Linked DNA regions of Mus musculus: region 1 is linked to region 2. A link is a contact called in public Hi-C data. All regions are on one chromosome and are shown on one strand. The core of a region is the stretch at or near the end of the contact, and the rest is flanking DNA. Distances in the headings are between cores, read along the strand shown. Region 1 holds the start of Mr1 (major histocompatibility complex, class I-related). Region 2 has its middle 7.8 kb from the start of Gm51649.

Region 1 (4,864 bases), core at 271-2,770, 350 kb before region 2:
TGGAGCAGCAACAGGGGTCTCTGTGAGGGGCACATGGATACCTATATTTGCTAGATGAATAGCCAAGGGAAAAAACAAAAGAGGAAGGAAAGGAAAAAAGAGATGCAAGCATCTGAAAAGAGGCCATCAAATAATTTCTTTTAGCTTTTTGTGGGGAAAGGAAGACATGCCTACGTTTTCCACTCTCATAGAAAGCAAAAATTAGGTGGCTGCAAACAATATATATTTTCTCTCCAATCATTTAGGAGGCCACAGTTCTGAAGACAGGTCTTATGGTGAAAAAACAAAACAAGACTAAACAAAACACCACCAACAACAAAAACAAAACAAACAAACAAACAAAAACCCAGCTTTTGACACATGCATTCTTTCTAGAGGTTCTGGGGTATGGTCTGTAACCTTCTCATTCCAGGTCCAGGGGCCTCCTGCACTCCTTAGCTCATGCCCTCTTCAGTAATGCATCTGCTGTCACAGACCCTTCCCAGATTCTGACCCTCTGCCTTCCTGAAATAGGGACCCTCGTGATTAGATTGGTTCTGCCAGGTCCAGGATCATCTCTCCATCTCTGCGTCTTTAAATCAACGGGACCTGCAAAGTCCCTTATGCCATATAAAGTGTGTTGTATTCACGGGTTCTGAGCTTTTAGAGTGGGCCATCACTCAACTCACCTCTGAAGGAAACCAGGGGTTTGATTCTCCTATCCCCTCTTCCTGCGTAATAAACAACCTCACTGAGTCAACAGTCCTGTGGAATACACAGATTTCTTTTAAAGGGGAAGCTGTCCAGCCATGGTGCAGTCTGTGATTCTGCCCCATGTCAAAGAGATTTGACCATGTCAAATCAAGCATGGTGCCTGACCCCAAGCCAAAGCCTGCCTTTTCCCCATTCTTCTCTCTATCCTGTACTTCCTCTTTCCTGTCTAGACCTGTTCCCCAGCTCCCTGAACAGCCTCAGCTGCTGTTTCCTAACTTGTCATGTGCTTCTAACAACAATGTGACCATAGGTTGGAGATTGCTTTCCTTGAAAGATGAGTGGCGACCCCTCAGAGTCTCCCATAGGCCTTTTCTTTTCATGATTCAACAGGGATGTTTGGGGTCTATTGTTCTAGGTAAAAAAAAAAAATACAGGAAAGACAGATATAAATAAAAAAATTACAGGGCATTCTAAATGGTACATGCTATCTGAGACGGATGGGAAAATCATACTGAGCAGGGAGTTCCAAATCTTAGAACCCAGGGTGCAATTTCCTTTGTCCCTTGGTTAAAAATCTAAACTCCAAGAAAGAACCAAAGGCAATAAATTACCCATGTCATTAATTTTTGCTTCCCTATACCTTTCATGTAATTGAGCTACAGTTGGGAACTGGATGAAGAGAAGACAGGAGCAAGCTGAGTCTGAAACCCACAAGGGGTTAATGTTTATTGCTTTCATTTTTGTAAGTCTCTATTCTACCTAGCAACTAATGACACCAGATATATTTACCAGTTCTTACTGGAGAATGCTTCCCCCTGTCCCACCCCACAGTGCTCAGTTACCAAGTGTAAGTAAGTCGGTAGAGTACAAGTTCTCAAAAGATTCATCAGGGGTCTGTCACTGTCTGAGGTTAAAAAAAAAAATCGGAAAAGCAAAGGACTTCAGCACGGGTTGATGATGCTCCTGTTACCTCTGCTCGCTGTATTCTTGGTGAAGCGAAGCCATACTCGTAAGTATCCTGAGTGCTCTTTGCTTCCAAATGCAATGCTGAAGCATAACGACGGCTTTGCTTTCTAAACTTGTGGTGCAAACTATAAAAAAGCCAGAGACAAACCCACAGGTCCTTTGTACCCAAGACTTGAAGGGTGATGGACCAACTGGCCTGCTGTTCAGATGTGTGTGCATGGATGCCAGCCTGCCCAGAAAGACTGCCTCACTTTTCCTCTGAGAGCTATGTCCCCACTTTTCTGCTATACCCTTACTTTCCCTTCTGTTTCTCTTCTTTTCTTTTCTAACAATGAACCTGCGTGTAGGGAGAGTTTCAGGGGAGTTGAACCACCCAATCTGTCCATCGTTCAGGCCAATAGATAATTTTTCCTCCTCAGGACAAGGACATCCTGTAACAAAAGATGCATGAAAGATAAAGCCATGGCTCTGAGCTCGTTTACTAGGTGTAGGAAATATTCATGGATTTAAAACAAAGTTCTGGGGCTGGAGAGATGTCTCAGCGGTTAAGAGCAATGGCTGTTCTTCCAGAGTGCACCAGTTCAATTCCTGGAACCCACGGGGCAGCTCACAACTGTCTGTAATTCCAGTTCCAGGGGATCTGACATCTTCACATAGACATCCATGCAGGCAAAACACCAGAGTACGTAAAAATAAGTGAAAATTAGAATAAACATCGTAGTTTAGGGAGCTTGTGTCTCTAAGGGATCAAGAGCCCTGTGTTGCCACCAACACAGGAGAGTCCGTGTGACAGGAAGTGCTAGCCTTCTCTACCCTAAGCAACTGCTTTCCAGCTGGCTGTTAGTGCTTTTAAAGGTTCACAGGAGAATTGCAGAACTCCGATCAGGCCACCCAAGCTGCTGACTAATGTTCATGCCAGGAAGGAACTCTTTCAAATCGTGTCTGTGTTAGTTCTACAAGTATTGATTGATAGCTTGCTACGTGTCAGCTGATTGGAGGAATGTAACAACTGGATATGGATATGGTGATGCAAACTTACAGTCCTAGCTACTCTAAAGGCTTAGGGGGGAATGGTGAGTTTGAGGCCAGTTTGAGTGTCGAAAGAAAGAAAGAGATCGAGAAAGAGAGGAAGGGAAGGAGGGAGGGAGGGAAGGAGGGAGGGAGGGAGGAAGGGAGGAAGGAAGGAAGGAAGGAAGGAAGGAAGGAAGGAAGGAAGGAAGGAAGGAAGGAAGGAAGGAAGGAAGGAAGGAAGAGAGAACAATAAAGATCAGGTTAGATGTTTCTCTGGCTTACGGAGATTGCAGAACCCTCTGGCACAGTGATCACAAGTGAACACAGGTCTTCTGCCTTTAGCCCAGGCCTTTCTGTGATACTGCTGAACTTCCGAGTACCCCGTACATAGATAATTTGTGGGTAGTTATAGGATGGGGTGCTGCACTATGCTGGTTGTTTTCCTCTGACTCTTAGATGTGTTCCTGCTGTGTTGCTTTGTGTTCTAGAAGCCGAGGGCTACAGACTGCATCACCCAGTCCTAGCTTCTGTGTTGGTTCACTTGGTAGGAAATGCTAGGAAAAGAGAAGAGAACAAGGAGAAAAGAGAGATTGAAGTTTGCTTTTCTTGCCTCCTTCCTTCTTTCTAGAAGTCTCTGGCAGTAGCTATCTGTAGCTCTCTGCAGTGTAGGTTGTTTTTCCTTTTGTCTGAAAATCCCTCTTCTTTAGAGTTTTAGCTTCCGCTGGGCTTTAGCAATTCTTATTAGCTGCCCATTTCCCTGTAATCTTAGGGGTGAACATGGTTTATTATAGTTACTTCCTTATGGTCTCTCCATGGGACCTTTTTGGTAAGGGTTGTTTCCTCCCATGGTTCTCACTAAATGAACTTTGAGGAAAATGACAGGGAAGGGATTTCAGATTTATGGGAAATAACTAAAGGCCTACATGATGTTTGTCTCCAGTGTTACCCATAAATAGATACTTTTGCACCATAGGTGGATAGCAGACACGGGGAAGAGAAACCAGAGTGTTTGAGACGTAACTCCAGGAAATGTTAAGATAATTCTCACATTACGTCCAGCACGTCGCTCTCAGCAGCAGCATAGCCCACGGGTGATTGTGTCTGTTCCTTCCTTTGAGTTCCCACGTTTCCTCTTCATGGTTTCTCATTTCCCAAAATCTTCCCTTAGCTGCTCTTTTCACTGGTGGGAAGAGACAGCTCCATTTTCCTCTTGGTTTTGTGACCTTGTTCCCAACAGACACTTCAATGCTTCCTAAAAGACTTTATGTGTCAAAGTAATGTTCCTAAGACATTGAAGTCACCTGACTAGGAAGTATAGCAAGCTTGGACAACAATAATGAATTCAAATGTCAAACTCTGATCTACTGTAGTTGCAGAACTGATGTAAAAATTGGTGCTTTGTGCTCCTTGCTCTTCATTTCAGCTGGTGTGAAGCTGAAGTGATGCTGCATGTCTCTGTAACATGGGACATCCTACATGAGATTTCCCTTGCATAGCTCTATATACTTTGTGTGTTTCATCTTGATATAGTTAAAGTTAGTCTCTTGATGTTATTCATAATTTAATAGATGAGTCAGCCCGCTACATCAATCTACTTTATGAATGATGCTTCAGAGATTAGGACTGATCATGGACAAACCAGTTGTGTTAGTGTTAGAAGATGTACTTGTAGATTATCTGCTTAGAAATAACCTTGAGCCAAGCCAGGGTGGTACAAGCCTTTAATCCCAGCACTTGGGAGGCAGAGGCCGGCTAATTTCTGAGTTCGACACCACCCTGGTCTACAGAGTGGGTTCCAGGACATCTAGAGCTGCACAGAGAAACCTTGTCTCAAAAATAAAACCAACCAAAGAGCGGGGTGGGGGGTGGGGTGGAGGGAGAGGAGAGGAGTAGGGAGGGGTAAGGGGAGAGGGAGGGAGGGAGGGACGGAGGGAGGGAGGGAGGGGGAGAGAGAGAGAGAGAGAACCTTGAGTTCAAAGAGTTGGCATGAGAAAATAGGGCAATTAGATTTCAGTCTGTTTCCATGTTGCTGTTAGGTTCATGGAAAAGAAATTTCTCCAAGACAATATTTCATCCCCCTAAAACTCTCTTTCTTCATAGTTGATATTGAATGTATCTAATTCTGATAAATAGATTTTTAAAAATATTTTATTTATTTTATATACGTGAGTACACTGTAGCTATCTTCAGACAC
Region 2 (4,475 bases), core at 1,173-3,672:
AGAGTTAGAAGTCTGGTTAGAGCTGGTCAGTGAGAAATAGCAAATGCTAGAGTCAGTGATGTTAGCCCACCCATACCTGTTCCCAGCACTCACTGCTGCCACCTGCTGGAGACCCCTATGTCTATGACCATTCCAACTCTCTACCCTATCCCCAGAGATTCTCTCTCGGATGGCTTCAGGTGCTTCTGACTCCCATCAAACGCTCCAACCCCAAATACTGGCACTGTCTAAAGCAACAGCTCTCAACCTTAACACTGTGACCTAATACAGTTAGTTCTTCTGGTGTGGTGGACATGAAATTATTTTTGTTGCTATTTTGTAACTGTAATTTTGCTACTGTTATGAACAGGAATGTAAATCTCTGTGATTTCTGATGGACTTAGGCAACCCCCCTCCTGCCCACGAAAGGGGTCACAACCCACAGTTGAGAACCACTGGTTTAGACCTTATATTGCAACATCAAAAATATCTTCTAACTTTCCCTTCCCTTTCCTCTTTTTCCTGCCTCCTTTCCCACTCCATCCCCTCTCTTCCCTCTAGTTCTTTTTACCCAGGACCTTGTTAGGTAGCCCAGGCTGGCCTTGAGTTCTCCATCCTCCTGCCTCTGCCCCTTGAGTATGAGAATTACAGGTATACACCACCCACACGTCATTATGCCCTATCTGCTCTTCCTGATTGCAGTCACCTACTGGGACCCAGTTAGTCCTTTTGTTCCAGGGATACTTTAGCTTCTTCACTGGTATCTTCAGTACCTTCTTCTTCACATGCTAGCAGTTCCGAGTGACACTTGTGTCCTCAGATGTGTCTTGCTGTGTGTGCTGGGCTCTTGGTCCTTTGGTTCTTTGCCCCATTGTATCTCACTTTCATAGTTTCCATCTTTGTCATAACTTCACAGCTCCTCCATTTCAGTTTCAAGCCTCTTGGCATCTGATTGCCATCTCCTCTCCTCTCTTTCTAGTGACCCCCTTTTAGGGCTCAGTTCCTTAGACTCTTCCATTTCTGTCCTAGTTAGGGTTTCATTGCCGTGAAGAGACACCAGGGCCATGACCGAGGCAACTCTTATAAAGGCAAACATATAATTGGGGCTGGCTTACAGTCTCAGAGATTCAGTCCATTATTGTTATGGTGGGAAACATGGCAGCATACAGGCTGACTTGGTGCTCGAGGAGCCAAGAGTTTTTCATCTTGAACTGAAGTCAGCCAGGAGGAAGCTCTTTTCCACATTGGGTGGAGCTTGAGCACTAGGCTCCTTGAAAGCCCACCTATACAGTGGCTCACTTCCTCCAACAAGGCCACACCCACTCCAACAAGGCCACACCTCCTGACAGAGCCATTTCCCATGAGGCCAAGCATATTTGAACTACCACAGTCTCACTGCATCTGCATCAAAACTTTTTTGCTACCCTCATGAATCAGGGGTTAGCCAAGGTAGAGGATGCTTGATGCTTCCCACGTTGGTGTCTAGTCTAGCTGGTTAGGGTTGGTCCGTGTTCACTGAAGCGTCACCATCACCACGATCCCTCCCTAGGATTCGGCCTCCACTGTGTTGCTCCTTTGTTGCTTCAACAGGCTGGTCTCCCAGATCTCCAACTCCGCCTTTATCCTACTTGGCATGTCCACATGCGCTCACATATCTGAACATTTCTATGAAAACCCCTACCAGCCATACTGACTGTGGTCAGAAACACAACTACCGCCTCAAGTCACTCTTTCAATTTGCTCAGAAGTCTTTTTTTTTTCTTTTCGAGACAGTGTTTCTCTGTATAGCCTTGGCTGTCCTGGAGCTCACTTTGTAGACCAGGCTGGCCTCGAACTCAGAAATCCGCCTGCCTCTGCCTCCTGAGTGCTGGGATTAAAGGTATATGCCACCACTCCCGGCAAACGTCTTATTACATTGTACTTCCATATTCATTATCGCACTCTTGGGGGTAACATTTCGTTCTCAAACCCCACCATCTCCTTCAGCCCACCCGAGCTCATGCCTGGAGCTGCCTTCCTTCTTCACTGGGAAAACAGCAGTCACCAGAGGGGCATGTGTGACTCCCTTCTACAGCTCACCTCTGCATCTGCCCCAGAACCAGCTTTTTCCTTCTGTTACTGGGGCCTGACTGTTCCTCAAGATTCTTGGGGGAGTCTCATGCCTGGGTAGAGGAAGTCGAGTCCTCTTGTCTACTTCCTGTTTCCCATGCGTGTTCTCACTAGTTCCTTTTGAAGTCATTTCAACGTGACCTTCATCCTGTTCCTGGGTTACCTTGGTTCCCCCATTGACAATTTGATAGATGGTCTTCTGTGCCCATTTTGAGGGATGTCTAGCAGCAGGCGTGGTGGCCGTAATATTTTACTGCTGCCTCTTCCTGCCCCACCCCCGATGGTTGTTGTGAAACCACAATGATTCTCCACTTCCTCGCTGCTGCCCACCACCTCTCTTCCTGGTTCCCTTCCCCTTTCCCTGAGCAGTAGCTCTCTAGCGTCTGTTCTCTTCCCAGCACTGTTTATTTCCTAGCGCTCTCACTCAACTCCAGCCAGCGAGATGCCATCACATGTTGGTAACTCACACCTTTGTATCTCCATGGCATTTTCCCTTAATTTTAGACACACCCTACTCACCTCTTAGCGCCTTCAATTGTGTGTCCTTAGGCATCTTTAGCTTAACACTTCTAACACACAAAAAAAGTGTTTTTCTCTCAGGTCAACCTTTCCTGCTGCTTTCCTTTTCTCAGTAAATGGTACCTATGATCTGTTGGGTACTCTGATACAGGCACCTGTGACCTGTTGGGGACTGTGGTACCTATGACCTGTTGGGTATTGTGGCACCTATGACCTGTTGGGTACTGTGGTACCTATGACCTGTTAGGGACTATGGCACCTATGACCTGTTGGGTACTGTGGTACCTAAGACCAGTTAGGGACTGTGGTACCTATGACCTGTTGGGTATTGTGGCACCTATGACCTGTTGGGTACTGTGGTACCTATGACCTGTTAGGGACTATGGCACCTATGACCTGTTGGGGACTATGGTACCTATGACCAGTTAGGGACTGTTATACCTATGACCTGTTGGATATTGTGGTACCTGTGACCTGTTGGGTACTGTGGTACCTAAGACCAGTTAGGGACTGTGGTACCTATGACCTGTTGGGTATTGTGGCACCTATGACCTGTTGGGGACTGTGGTACCTATGACCAGTTAGGGACTATGGTACCTATGACCTGTTGGGTACTATGGCCAGAGATGTTGAAGCCACTTCCTTTTTCACACCAACACCTGGCTCTTGCCAGTCCCCCTTGGCTCTCCTTTTAAAAATGTATCTGCTCACCTTTATCTGCTCTGCCATGAGCTCCTGGCTCCAAGACACATTTTATTTCTGTTCAAGGACAGGTATATGTGTTTGTGTGTATATGTGTGTTTTTATGTGTGCATGTGTATGTTTGTGTGTATATATGTGTGTTTATATGTGTATGTGTGTGTTTGTGTGTCTCTGTGTATGTATGTGTATGTACTTGTGTATGTGTATACATATGTACGTGTTTGTGTGTGTATGTGTATATGCATAACCTCCGCTGTTGTAAATTTAATATTAAATGTATCACAATTACAACTTTTTCATCAGTGAAATAATAAGGTTGCTGATAACAAAATAAATAAGTAAATAAGTAAATAAAGGGACGCTCGTGGTTGTTACTAGGTACCTGGCACTCTTCTTCTGAATGTGAGTTTATTTACTCTTGTGTCAGTTGGACAAACCTGTCCTTGCTATTCTGTCATCTTGTGCCATTGTGATAAAACCCCTGAGAGACATCACCTTACAGGATGAAGCTCAGGTTTTTAATTTACCTTAGGTTTCAGAGGTTTTAGTCTGTGGTCTCTAGGTCTAGTTGCTTCTAGGCCTGCTGTGGGCCTACACATCCTGGTGGAGGCTCATGGCAGAGTCAATCACTCCCTGGTGGTCAAGAAGCAAAGAGAAAAAGCTCATGTTTGTGACATAGGCCCCTCTCCACAAAACAATTACACTAGGAATCTAGGAATGGACTGATTCATTGTGAGATCAGAGCTGTCAAGATCCAGTGTCCACCTAAAGCCGTGCCTCTGAACACTGCTACACTTGGGACCAAGCCCTCAATGTGAGAACCTTTGGGGGTGGGGCACAGAAAGTCATAAGAACTGTTATTTCTGCTTTTACAGTTGGGGCACAAAGCATGCAAGTACTTTGTTCAAAGGGCCTTGGCCCGGTCACCTCTTAGCCAGCCTTCCTATTCCCATTCCTAGTTGCTAGAACTTTTTCCCTCTGAGATAGCTAAGCATCCCCTACCCTCTCTCTTTAGATTTAAAAAAGGAGTTGGGAAGACAGGCATGGAGTTTCTGTGAGAGTCTGCAGCCATGTGTTAGAGCAGCCCTCAGCTCAGAACCCTATGGTGACTTCCTGTCTCATATACAACAGTCCTTTCTGTGACTTGTGGGGACCTGCATAATCTC

The links. A called contact is a pair of places that touch in the nucleus more often than the background predicts.
Region 1: a Hi-C map of granulocyte-monocyte progenitors shows a contact between it and region 2, with 3 times the contacts expected there. The contact joins the promoter of Mr1 here to the enhancer-like site in region 2. A contact is called at or near these places in 15 of 39 promoter capture datasets (the 3T3-L1 cell line, the C10 cell line, cranial neural crest and 10 more), 17 of 484 Hi-C or Micro-C datasets (B cells, CD4 T cells, CD8 T cells and 7 more), 3 of 115 datasets of contacts at active chromatin or transcription factors (large pre-B cells, memory CD8 T cells and stem cell-derived neural progenitor cells) and 1 of 9 other capture datasets (liver).

The regions. Positions count from the first base shown.
Region 1 is chr1:155,143,470-155,148,333 of GRCm38.p6, reverse strand. It overlaps Mr1 (major histocompatibility complex, class I-related), which reads left to right and starts at 1,520. Exons shown (of 6, transcript NM_008209.5): 1 at 1,520-1,702. The coding sequence starts at 1,648.
Region 2 is chr1:154,792,513-154,796,987 of GRCm38.p6, reverse strand. It overlaps a transcript of Cacna1e not described here. Among named protein-coding and RNA genes, the nearest start is that of Gm51649, 7.8 kb to the right of the region's middle. Within about 2 kb of position 2,422, at least 46 of the 459 cell types and tissues checked have an H3K27ac peak or open chromatin away from gene starts, as enhancers often do. A contact at or near this core is called in B cells, LSK cells, granulocyte-monocyte progenitors and 3 more, where this site is marked.